Regions from separate parts of the Macaca mulatta genome. Here all the other regions are linked to region 3. Evidence: chromatin contacts called from public Hi-C data. All regions are on one chromosome and are shown on one strand. Each heading gives the region's core, a stretch centred on a gene start, on an enhancer-like site or on the middle of the called end of the contact. The rest is flanking DNA. Distances are from core to core; before and after follow the strand shown.

The links. A called contact is a pair of places that touch in the nucleus more often than the background predicts.
Region 1: a contact with region 3 is called in a Hi-C map of blood, with 5 times the contacts expected there. The contact joins the enhancer-like site here to the promoter of APLP2 in region 3. A contact is called at or near these places in 4 of 14 Hi-C or Micro-C datasets (blood, cortical neurons, fibroblasts and 1 more).
Region 2: a Hi-C map of liver shows a contact between it and region 3, with 2.5 times the contacts expected there. The contact joins the promoter of PRDM10 here to the promoter of APLP2 in region 3. A contact is called at or near these places in 5 of 14 Hi-C or Micro-C datasets (CD4 T cells, cortical neurons, fetal cortex germinal zone and 2 more).

What each region holds. Positions count from the first base shown.
Region 1 is chr14:130,410,648-130,414,365 of T2T-MMU8v2.0, reverse strand. APLP2 (amyloid beta precursor like protein 2) reads right to left here. Exons shown (of 16, transcript XM_015116122.3): 6 at 3,555-3,718. Among named protein-coding and RNA genes, the nearest start is that of ST14, 35 kb to the left of the region's middle. Within about 2 kb of position 1,510, at least 14 of the 40 cell types and tissues checked have an H3K27ac peak or open chromatin away from gene starts, as enhancers often do. A contact at or near this core is called in blood, where this site is marked.
Region 2 is chr14:130,300,947-130,304,825 of T2T-MMU8v2.0, reverse strand. PRDM10 (PR/SET domain 10) reads left to right here and starts at 2,316. Exons shown (of 21, transcript XR_013404429.1): 1 at 2,316-2,447.
Region 3 is chr14:130,359,684-130,363,509 of T2T-MMU8v2.0, reverse strand. APLP2 (amyloid beta precursor like protein 2) reads right to left here and starts at 1,850. Exons shown (of 16, transcript XM_015116122.3): 1 at 1,662-1,850. The coding sequence starts at 1,766. It overlaps LOC144334497 (a long non-coding RNA gene), which reads left to right and starts at 2,078. Exons shown (of 2, transcript XR_013404433.1): 1 at 2,078-2,282; 2 at 2,630-3,739.

The sequences.
Region 1 (3,718 bases), core at 261-2,760, 51 kb before region 3:
GGTAGATTATGACACAATTTCAGAGCTAAGTGGAGAGTGAATGCCAAGATTCAACCGATTTTTAATTCAGAAGCAAATTCACCTAATTTCTAGAATTGCATCATTTTAATACATTAAAACAACTGTATAATTGATGAATAGAGCTAAAAATTAGCCAGCCAGTTCAACTTTTTCTGTCGGAAGCATCTTTTATTTGCCCCTTTGTTTAATAGAACTAAAAATGACAACTAAAGTCATGAAGAATATGAGCCCTATGTAAGTTTTAAAAGGATGTCAATATCCCACTTTCAGATTAACTAAATGAGAATCTATAACTTAGTAAACACCATTCCCCAAGGCACTCGGAGGCTCAGTGAAGGAGAATTTCAAGCGCTGCAGTCCATCGTGCGGATCAGCGACACGTGCCTGTGCTGTAAAGGCCTGAGCGCTGGAGACGGAGCCTTTGGTTCATATAGCTGGACTGGATAAAGATAACAGCAAACACAGGCTGCTTCCACCCTCCCTGGGACCAGAGTGGAGAGGACAGTGGGCTGAAAGGCTTTTTTCTGAAGACACCCTGGGTCCCTGTGGAATCACACACGTGATCACGAAGCCGGCACATCCGCCAGCCTCAGCCCCTTCAAAGAAGAATAAAAACGTTCCCACTGGAAGGAAACCTGATGCTTCTCAACCTGCAAAGCCCTCCAGGCAGAGGCCCCACAGAGCATGAACACTGCTTCTCCGAGGCAAATCTTATCCAAGCCACAGCAAACAGTTTTACAGACCTGCCACTCCATCATGTCTCACAGCACTTCCTAGCTGACCCTTCAGGTGGAGATCACCACCTCCACACTCACTGGGATTCCTCAGGCTTCAACCCAAGTTTTACAAAGTAGTAAGTCTCACAATAATTTCTATTTCTGAATCTTTCCTGAAAACGCAAGGTTTATTCACCAAGGTTCCCTAAGGACTCTTTTTATTTCACCTTTCAACTGTTACAGAATAAATCAGCTTTCCTGGAGTTGGAAGGGAAGCACTCAAAGCATTGCCGTATTACATTAAGATGTGAAAGATCTTTTGGTAGAAGGAAGGAAGAGGGAACATGAAGAGATTTGAATGAAAATCCATCAGAGCTATAGCCAAATCCTTCATAGCAAATTATTATTCCAACAAATTCCAGAGTAGGAACCAAGAAAAACGGTCTGGCCTGCGGATCTTCCTAATGTGTAGGTTAGTGCTGCAAGGTGAGAGACTGAAGCTCTTAACGAGAAAAAGGAGTAGCCATGGAGAAAAGGGAAACTCTTGGTAGAAACTCTTCCTACCAACGTCCAGCATAAACCCAACTCAACTGAACCACTGACCTTCCCGTCACACCAAAGCACACACCAACTGAAATCCTCTCACTTCCTAAAGCTGTGTGACCCGGTTGCACAATATTGAAGCAACACAGTGAGTCACTACCACTTGGCTGCTAGCTCTCTTCTAGAGTGCATTATGCAAGATATTTCAATATTCTAGACTGCCCAAAGTACTTCATTGTCACTCCTTTCAAGAGCAGGCATCCCGTGAGCTGGCATGCATCACAGGGGTCAGAGACAGGGCAGTTCAAAGACAGGAACGTTCAGTGCCTCTGAGCTAGAGCCAGCCCAAGGCACAGCTGCCTTCCCCCACCAACACTACAGTGGCCCGGGGCCTGCAGACTCCAAAGCCGGACGAGAAAGGACAAGCCCCTGGCCGTGCCGCCCGCTATACCAAGGCGGGTGCGCACCACCACCACCGAGCACCACCAGACACACGGTGAGCACAGGACGTGAGAACTGAGCTTACCACTGCCAGAAGGAGAGCAAAGCCTAGACCTAGAAAGCACAAAGATGAGGGGAAGACGACTGACAGCAAACACCCGAGTGGGCAGGGACACCACACAGATGCAGCCACGAGGACGGCGGGGAGACGGACGCCGGACAGGACGGTGCTGCCGCACAGGACCCCCGCAAGGTGGGACTTACTCATCGCTTTACACACAGCCATACAATAATCCTCAGACTCAAAATTGTTCCTGTTGCCGCCGCAGCCGCCATATATAAAGCGCACACACTTTCCCTTGGAGAGGTCGAAGTACCAACGAGGCATCACGGCCCGGCAGGGCCCCGTCATCGCCTCCTGGGAGCAGACAGCTGTGTGAAAACGGTCAGAGTGTCAGCAGGACAGAGGCAGTGACGTCAAATGTTTCAAAATGCTACAGGCCAGCAAGCCGGGGAATGGGCTGGGGGAGGCCTGAGACAGGACAGAGCCCAGAGGCCCTGGCTGGCAGAATGCTCCAGCTCAGGCCAGCCTTGCTGAGGACAAGTTGCTTCCCCATGGAGTAGAGACATTTAGGAACTGGGATTTTTTTTGGCACCCTCTGGAGTCTAGATCTAAGTTTAGATTGACGTAGAGCAATCCCTTTGTCTCACAGCTGTGAGAGCCTCGCATTTCTCATCTGTTCAGTGGAGTTATCTGCCTCGTTTGTCTATTCAGGAGACAATGTGAGTGGAAAGGCTGTTTTAAGTGGTGATACCGGAGTAAAGACTAAAGCACCTAGAACAGACAATTGTTTCCCCTTTTTTTTTTTTTTTTTTTTTTTTTTGAGAGACAGTCTCCCTCTGTCGCCCAGGCTGGAGTGCAGTGGCTGGATCTCAGCTCACTGCAAGCTCCACCTCCTGGGTTTATGCCATTCTCCTGCCTCAGCCTCCCGAGTAGCTGGGACTACAGGCGCCGGCAACCTCACCCAGCTAGTTTTTTGTATTTTTTAGTAGAGACGGGGTTTCACCGTGTTAGCCTGGATGGTCTCAATCTCCTGACCTTGTGATCCGCCTGTCTCGGCCTCCCAAAGTGCTGGGATTACAGGCTTGAGCCACCGCGCCCGGCCTTGTTTCCCATTTTTACGTTCTCTAAGGCAAATCATAAACTTCTCAACTGGTTAAGTATTTTCCCCCAACTTGGGTCCTAAATAATTCTTTAGCTCTTAATTGCTTTCAAATATACAATCAGCAGGAGGCTGCATGTTACTGGCTCTGGAACTACTGCAACCTTTTCTTGTTTTAATTGGCAAGATGAAAAAAAACTGCAGGCCCTAATTTGTTACCAGCAGGTCAATAAATTTCACCCTCCCAACTAAAACATCTGGACAAACAGGGCAGCCTACAGATTAGAACAAACGCAGGAAAAGAAAAACCAGGCAAGCCAGTTCTATTCTAGGAGGCCAGGACTTGAGTGGTATCAAAGAGGGGAGCTTCCCTTGGGGAGGGAATATTTTAGGCTGAACGTGGAAGAATCCTGCTGAAGGGCGGACTATGCTGTCTGTCTTACTCTCTAGTCCTTGTTCTCTAATTCAATCCTACACCTCTCCCTGGATGTGCCTGCCTGCCCACTTCGTTAAGACGGCACCATCACTGCACTGAAGAGCTGAACACACCTTCAGTGCAGGGATACCACCTTTCCTTCTATGACTGACTTACCTGTAACAGACGCAATGCAAAAGTCTAAGTGAATAATTACCATGTGGATTCCAAAGCCATGGCTCTATATGCGGTTACCTTTGACATCGTGACTAATTTCCTTGTCTGACATGGGGCCATCGCTGTTGGGTTCAGTGGGGTTCTCCTCATTGTAGTCATCTCCTTTAAAGGTGTCGTAGTAGTAATCTCGGTCTTCCACCACTTCCTCCCCTTCTTCCTCATCCTCATCATCCTCATCCACA
Region 2 (3,879 bases), core at 1,067-3,566, 59 kb after region 3:
TTGAATAGCCCCATTCCTCATGGTGCGTTCTCTTTTGAGTTCTGTGGTGTTGTTTCTGGTCAGTGGACCTCAGCTGGGACCATCTCAGTTCATCAGCAAGGATGTAATGATGTTAAATCTAAAAGGGAGCAGTTCTCACCCAGGCCAGGGGTATGTGGAGTAGCAGCTTTTGCAAGGCCACAGAAGGACCTGTCCGACCTGTGGCATTGTTCATCTACTCACAACACTAAAAGGCAGCATTCAAGTGACTCTCTCAACCATTATGATCTTTCGGTAGGCAACTGACTTCCATGTCTATAAACCCGGAGAAGAGCTACTAGCGTCTCTCACTAGCTATGTTAAGGTTGGCCTCATCTAAGTCCAGTGCTACCTGTACAGTAGTTTAAGGAAGAAAAAGACACGGCCTAGTCTTTTTTGCTTGCAAAAAAGTGAAGTCGTGAAGTTGCTTACAAGGTAGTTAACTGTCTGAAGTTTCTTGTTGTTGTTTTGTTTTTTAAAGACAGACTTGCTTTGTCACCCAGGTTGTAGTGCAGTGGCACGATCACAGCTCACTGCAGCCTTGACTTCCTGGGCTCAAGCAACCCTCTTGCACAGCCTGCAGGTAACTGGAACCACAGGTGTGTACCGCCATGCCTGGCTAATTTTTTTTTTTTTTTTTGTACAGACAGAGTCTCAGTATGTTGCCTAGGCTGGTCTCGAACTCCTGTGCTCAAGCGATCCACCCGCCTCGGCCTCCCAAAGTTCTGAGATTACAGGCGTGAGCCACCGCACCCTGTCACGAAGTTTAAAAAAAAAAAAAAGCTCTTTTCTTTCCCCGTTGTTTCCAGCTATTTAAATAAACAAAATGGTAGACTAGGCGCGGTGGCTTACATCTGTAATCTCAGCACTCTGGGAGGGCAAGGCAGGAGGATCACTTGAGGTTAGAGTTCAAGACCAGCCTGGCCAACATGGCGAAACCCTATCTGTACTAAAAACACAAAAATTAGCCGGGCGTGGTGGTGCATGCCTGTAATTCCAGCTACTAGGGAGGCTGAGGCAGGAGAATCGCTTGAACTTGGGAGGCGGAGGTTGCAGTGAACCCAGATCTCACCACTGCACTCCAGCCTGGGCGACAGAGCAAGACTCCGTATTAAAAAACAAACAAAACAAAACAGTAAAGAGAATACTATTGAGTTAATTTTAGTTTTTCCCGCTGTGGGTGTTTTCTATTCTCGTCTTTTGCTTAGCTGTCCTGCCTCCCTCTTTTTCTCAGGCAATAGTTTAGGATTTTTGTAGGTTATATTGTCAGTACTTCTCATTTAAGTTCCAGACAGTGTGCTAAGCAAAGCACTTTACTCGGTAAAGTAAGAGCTCACTTAATCTTCAAAATAACGTAGCAAGGTAGATATCAAGGAAGGGAAAATCGCTCCCTGAAGGTCCGAAGGTCCAAGGTCTCTCTGCCATCTAGCTGCCATGCGTATTGCCTGCCAGTGGGTAGCTGGAGCTGGGTATCTCTCCAAAGTTGGGCTCTTGGCTGCCCTTTGAGAAGGCAATTTTAAGGGACAGCAGGATGTGGAAGCCTGCGGTTAAGGAGTGAGCTGAGTCACTGGGTAACCAGTGTTGAATAATGCTTCTCAATGTTTGAAATGACAATCACTTCCTTTACAGATTGGCAGAGGGGAAAAAAAGAGGCGCAGTGACAGCGCTGGCAAGGTGCGGTGGGTCAGGGTGATTGGCGGCGCTCGGCCGCTCCCTAGGGGTCCTGAGGGCGAGACCCCGGCAGGCGTTACCCGGCCGCACCGAGCCCAGGAGCCGGGCGGGAGTTCGGTTTTCGCCGGCGCTCCGCGGCCAGGCCGCTTCGGAGGCAACCTGCGGCGGGGCGGGCGGACGCGAGGGTCACCTCACCCCCGCGCGCCTCCCGGGACCCTGGGCCGTCGGCGTCCGAGAGACCCACGCACCGCTGGACGCTTCCTCCCAGTCGGCAGGCGGGCCGCAGCGGGGGCTTGACCCTGAAGCGAAGAGTCGGGTTTTCTGATTGGCTGAGAGTAGAAACGCAGGCGAGCGCCGCCTGAGACCCGCTCTGCGATTGGGTTTTACATGAACAGCAGAGCACGAAATAAAGAGGCCTTCAGTCATTGGGCCATTGTGTGAATCTCCTTTTGGCTTCTCTGCAGACTGAATAAGCGTCTCGGGATCTTCGTCATGACTCCTAAATCTGGGCCTGTCAGTTCGCCCCAGCATTTCTCGTCTCTAGGCACGGCATGGGGCTTACAGAGTTTAACCAATCATATAACGTCGAGATCAGGTTGCCAGGCAGATTATGCTAATAAGACCCCGCCTTTTATGCTGCTCCCACTCTGCGGCGGGAAGAACCACCTGGAGGTGGCGGGGGGGTTTGATTTCTATCACCCCTAGGGAGAGAGGATCGGGGACCCGCTGATCTTCCAGCTCCCCTCACCCAACGTCGTGTAAGTACCTAAAGGATTAAGGGAACCAGATAAGCCAGGGTCCAGGGTACCCCATAGACTGGGAGGGTGTTTCGTCTTTGCTTAGTCCCACCCAAAATGGCGCCCAGCTCTTTCCGCGTCTCAGAGCCCGGCCGGGGCCAACCGACCGCGGACCCGGGTGGGGGGGGAGAAATCCCGGCGGCACCGCCCGATGGTACAGTCCAGCCGGGGCTGGGACTAGGCACCTCACTCGGGGTGGGGGGTCAAACCATCTGCACCTTCCAAGGGGAAAGGGGCAAAGCCCCCTCCAGCAGGCCCTCCTGGCGCCGCGTTCAGCGCCGGCCTCGGCGCCTCCTCGCCCCTGCCCTCGCCGCGCGCAGCCTCCCCCTGCGACCCCCGAGTGGCTCGCACGCTCCGCCGGCCGCGCGCACCTCTCCTCCCCTGCCCGCGTTGGTTGGGCCGGGACGGCGGTTGGGCGGCCTGCGCGCTCCGGCGGCGGCGGTTGCGCGGGCGCTTCGGGCGCGGCGGGCAGGTCTCAGCCGGCCGGGAGCAGAGCACCGGCGGCCGGGGGCCGGGGGCCAGGGGCTGGGCACCGGGCTGGGGGTGGCTGGTTGCGGGCGCGTGGGGCGGAAGGTCCTGTCCGATGGGACGCCCAGGTTTATCTGCGGAGGCCGCGCCGCCCACCTGCCATCGATGGCTGGGCCCCCGGCCTGCGGTCCCAAGCTGGCGTCCGGGACCCGGGCGGGGGGCCGGCCCGCAGGGGTGTGGGGCGGCCCCTGCGGGTCTGTCCCGTGGCACGGTGTCGGGGCCGGCCGGGCGGAGGCCGGGGCCGGGGTCGCGGCCCTGCCCCAGTCCGTCCGCATCCGGGGTGCAGCGCGGAGGCAGGGCGAGGCCGGTCGGCGCTCGGGAGAGGGCTCACGGTGTGCAGCTCTCCAGCCTCTCGCCAGCTGTTTTTAAGCAGGTTTAGCCGTGCAGCTAGGTGTTGGTACTCTGCTAAGTAAAATGGAATATTCACGGTCTGCCCTCCAGCCACGCGAACGCAGCGCTGTTGAATTTGTGTGCGCTCCTTTAGCCTTGCTTGGTGGATGAGTTGGATTTCAGTGCATTTTCAATCAATGTGCGTGTACACTTAAGCACAAGGAGGGGTGGCTTTGTGCTGTCATCGAGGATTAGAAGTGTGATGAGACGCACCCAGCTCTGCCCTGTGCCCTAAATCTGCTCCTTTGCCGGTTAAAATCTTGCCTGGCTCGTCACCCCAAATTCTCTAAAGTCAACAGTACTTAATCTTTATTAAAAACAGCAGAATCACTCATGACTGTTTTGTGGCCTCTTTTTCTGACCTGTTCTTTGTTTCTCCACCATTGCTGTTAGGCAAGAAGGTGTATTATTACATTGTATTTTTTTGTATCTTCCTACCCATTTCAGCGCCACAATAGCTTCCACTTTGATGAGC
Region 3 (3,826 bases), core at 601-3,100:
ACCATAAAACCATTTTTCAGAAATGTTTAATTCCTTTCTTCAGTCATACTTTTCAAGTGAACAACGCTGTGACTAACAATCAAATTTAATACACAACGAATTCTGTTATTATTTTTTCTCCCTGCACAAGTATTAACGAATTCTTTAAAACTGCGGAGTCCTTTACTGTGAATTCACTAATGCCTGAAATTACTCATACCAATGGGAAGCGGGGTGCGAGTGTGAACGATGGTTTCTGACACCCGACTCACTAGTGAAGTCCCATCTTCCATACAAAACCCTTTATTTCTTCTCTCCATCTCACTCACCTAGCTGTTTTCATGCGACATCATATCAAGGATCACAGATAAACTCTGACCACTGTGTGGACACTGAAACAATCGCAATCCAAAATCCTCTGTAGATAAACGTTAACTATTTCTCCTTAAAGCTGAACTCCTTTCTTACCCTCACAGTCACAAAGCTTTAAACAGGATGAATACAAAGGTTTTAAGCCGTTCCATCAGAGAGGCTTTTTACTAGATTTATTTTTACCCGTGGAAATACTTGAACATTCTGTAGAAGTAAACATATTCTAAACCTGACGTCTTTAAAAGAAAGCTCCCAATTAATGCCTAATCAAATCCAGTCTTCAGGTCTCTCTGAAATTACCTAAGTAGGCAGAAACCAATTGTAATTTTTAAAAGAGCGAAGAGGGAGAAGAAATAAACGACACCAGAACTACACATTCCAGTCCAGCAGTTCAAGCACTACTTCGAGAAGGGAAGTAAAAGATCAAGCCCGCCGTCTCCCTCGGCCACAGCAGGGCTCCTCCAAGGCTGCCCGCTCCGGCCCGCGCCGTGGCCGCCCCCGGCCCAGCCGCTTCGCCTTTCTCGCAGCGGGGATGCTCAGGGGGCGACCTCGAAGCACACCACCGCTGGAATTCTGACACGGACAGAGGACGGTTTTTCCAAGACTTTACACGCATTCGCGGGCACCTTCCCTACTCACTGAAACCCTCACGAAAGCGTTCAACGCACACAGAGCGGGTTTCCTCGGTCTACGGACGCAGGCAAACAGCGCCACTTAAAAATGCGCGTCCGCGCCCCGGCCCCGGGCGGCGGAGGGAGCAGCGGCCGGCCTGGCGCGGGAGCTCCCCCGGGGCTCGCAGCATCCCCGCCGCGCGCGAAGGCCGGGGCCGCGTCCACCTGGCAACAAAGGCGAAGCCCGCAGGTGGGAGGCCCGGAGCCGAGGTCCCGGCACCGCGTGAGGGAGCTTAACGGGGTGCGCGGGGTCGCCCCCGGAGAGAGACGAGCTGCGGACTCCGGCGGGAGAGAAGCGCCCTGGTCGATGCTCGCATTGTCCCGCGGGAGGGCGGGGCGGGCGCCCGGGGGCGCGGGGTCCCCGGAGGAGGTGGCGGCGCCGGGGGTGGGTTGGGGGCTGGGGAGGCCGAGGCGGCCCGCCGCCCCCAGTATCCCCGACGCCTTTCATTTGGCCTCTGCGGCGGCTGAGGCAGCCCGACCTCCAACGCTAAGGACTGCGCCAAGCAGGGACGGGCGGGGGAGGGCGCGCCAGACCCGCCGCAGCGCCGGATCCCCCGCGCCGCACCCCCGGCCCGCCCTGCAGCGGACCCCGCTGCTCGCCCGCAGGCCGCGCTCCTCCGGCGTTCGCCCGGTCCCCACCTCGATGTAGCCGGCCAGCGCCGAGGCGGGCGCCGTGAGCCCCACCAGCAGCAGAAGCAGGAGCCTGCCCGTGGCTGCGGCGGCAGCTGTCCCGGTGGCCGCCATCCCTCGCCGGGTAGCTCTAGTGCGCGGCTCTCAAGCTCACACACACCGACTGCGCGCCCAGCACACCGCGACCCAGAAGCATCTGAAGCCAGTTCGCCGCCGCCCAGGGGGTTTTACACCGACCGGAACTGACTTCACATTACCACGCCCTCCTTCTGCGGCTCCCAATGCCGGCCCGCAGAACCTCTCAAGACCCCGCCCCGCCGTGCGGTCCAGACCCAATCAGGGGATGGAAGAGCCTGCTCCTCCCGCCCGGTCCAACCGCGCGCCCCCGCCCGGCCCCGCCTCCGGCCGCGGACGGCCCCGCCCCCGCTCCGGACCCTGTGGCCGCCAGGCGCGGGGGCGTGCGCGCGGCGGGTCGGGGGCCGCAGCTCTGCGGCGCGGGGCTGGCTGTGTCCTCCGCCACCCCCGGCGCGGTTATCTGTCCCTGCTACGCTGGTCCGTCAGCCTTCAGCCTCCCGATACGGGCACGGCCCGCTACCCTGCCCCTGCTGGGCATTCTTCAGACTCCATTGGGTACGCCCTCTTTTTGATTCTGGAAATGGTTTTATTAAAAACAGGATGAATTAGGAGTCCGGGACGGTTTGCCAAGGACCGTCCCCCGAGGCAGGGGGAGGACCACAGGAGGCAGCCACCCTCCTCCCCCGAGCCGTACTCAGGGCGCGCCTCTCCCTCGCTGCTCCGCCCAGGCCTCTCCGCCGGGTCCTCGCCTCACCCCGGCCGCGCTCCGCATGCTCGGCCTCCGATCCTTAGGCCTCTTCCCGACCCTTCCTTCCCAGCGGCCGCCCAGGCAGGGATAGAGACCAGGGGTGCAAGAACCACGCCGGCCTCACAGCCCAGGCCCCCTTCCTCGTGTGTTTTAGGAGAGATCACGCTGCTTCTTCGGTTGAGGCGCACTAGCGGGAGACCTGCTTTTCTGCCTTCCTGCTCCGCGGCATTTCCACTTCACTAGAGAAAAATGTCCTGCTGGCCCATTTAGCAATTGGCACAGCCTCGCCACCGCCAGGGCTCCGCTGGCCTTGTTTCCTTTCAGTAGCCAGTGAGTTAGGTACTGCCTTCTGAGAGGCCTGGACTAGTCCCTCCTGGTTCAACTAAATACATAACGCAACCCCTACCCCCAGGACGCTGACAATAGAAAGGAGGAGACTGTCCGCGGAGTAGACGAGTGCGGCTGTAAGAAGAACCCGGGATTTTCCAGCCTTACTTTGCACCACTCCCCTACATGCACAGTTCCCTGTGGGTCAACTGGCTCTGCCCGATTCCTCCAAGAAGACACCTTTCCATTTCACAGCCCTTCTTAACACTGTTCCTGCGCCTGCAATGTCCTCTCCCCAACATCTACCTGTTGGAAGCATTTTCACTGTTCCTCGGCTCAGTCGGCTGTAATATCATCGCTTCTGATTGCTCAGAGGGATGTTTCCCACTGTGGCACTTGCTCCCTGGTTATTTCCATACCTCTCTCAGGCCACTGACAAGACTCGGGTGTGTCATGCTGCAGTGCCCCTCACAGTGCAGGCCTCGATAAATGTTTGCCCGGTGTTATTGAACCCAATTATCTTGGGTGCTGATACTAATTCTGGAACTGGCATGAATTTGGCTCTTGCTATGGACCGAATTTTGTCCCCACCCCTAAAGTGTGTGCCGAAGCGCTGAACCCTAGTGTGATGGTTATTTGTAAATGGGGCCTCTGGGAGGTAATCAGGTTTGGATGAGGTCATGGAGGTAGTAGGTCATGATGGGATTAGTGCCTTTATTAGAAGAGACACCAGAGAGCTTGCTTTTCTCTCACAGTCTCTGTCCCCTACCCCCAACCTCAGCCCCCACCTCCCTCCTCCATGTGCGAACACAGCAAGAAGGCCGCCATCTGCAAACCAGGAAGAGGTCCATCACTGAGGGGCCGAAGTGGCATCTTGAGCTTGGACTTCCCAGGCTTCAAGAACTCTGAAAAATAAATTCCTGTTGTTGAAGCCCCACAGCCTATGTTATTTTGTTGCAGCAGCCGGAGCTGACTGACACAGCCGCATAATCACGGGCAAGTTCCTCCATCACTTGGGATTCTC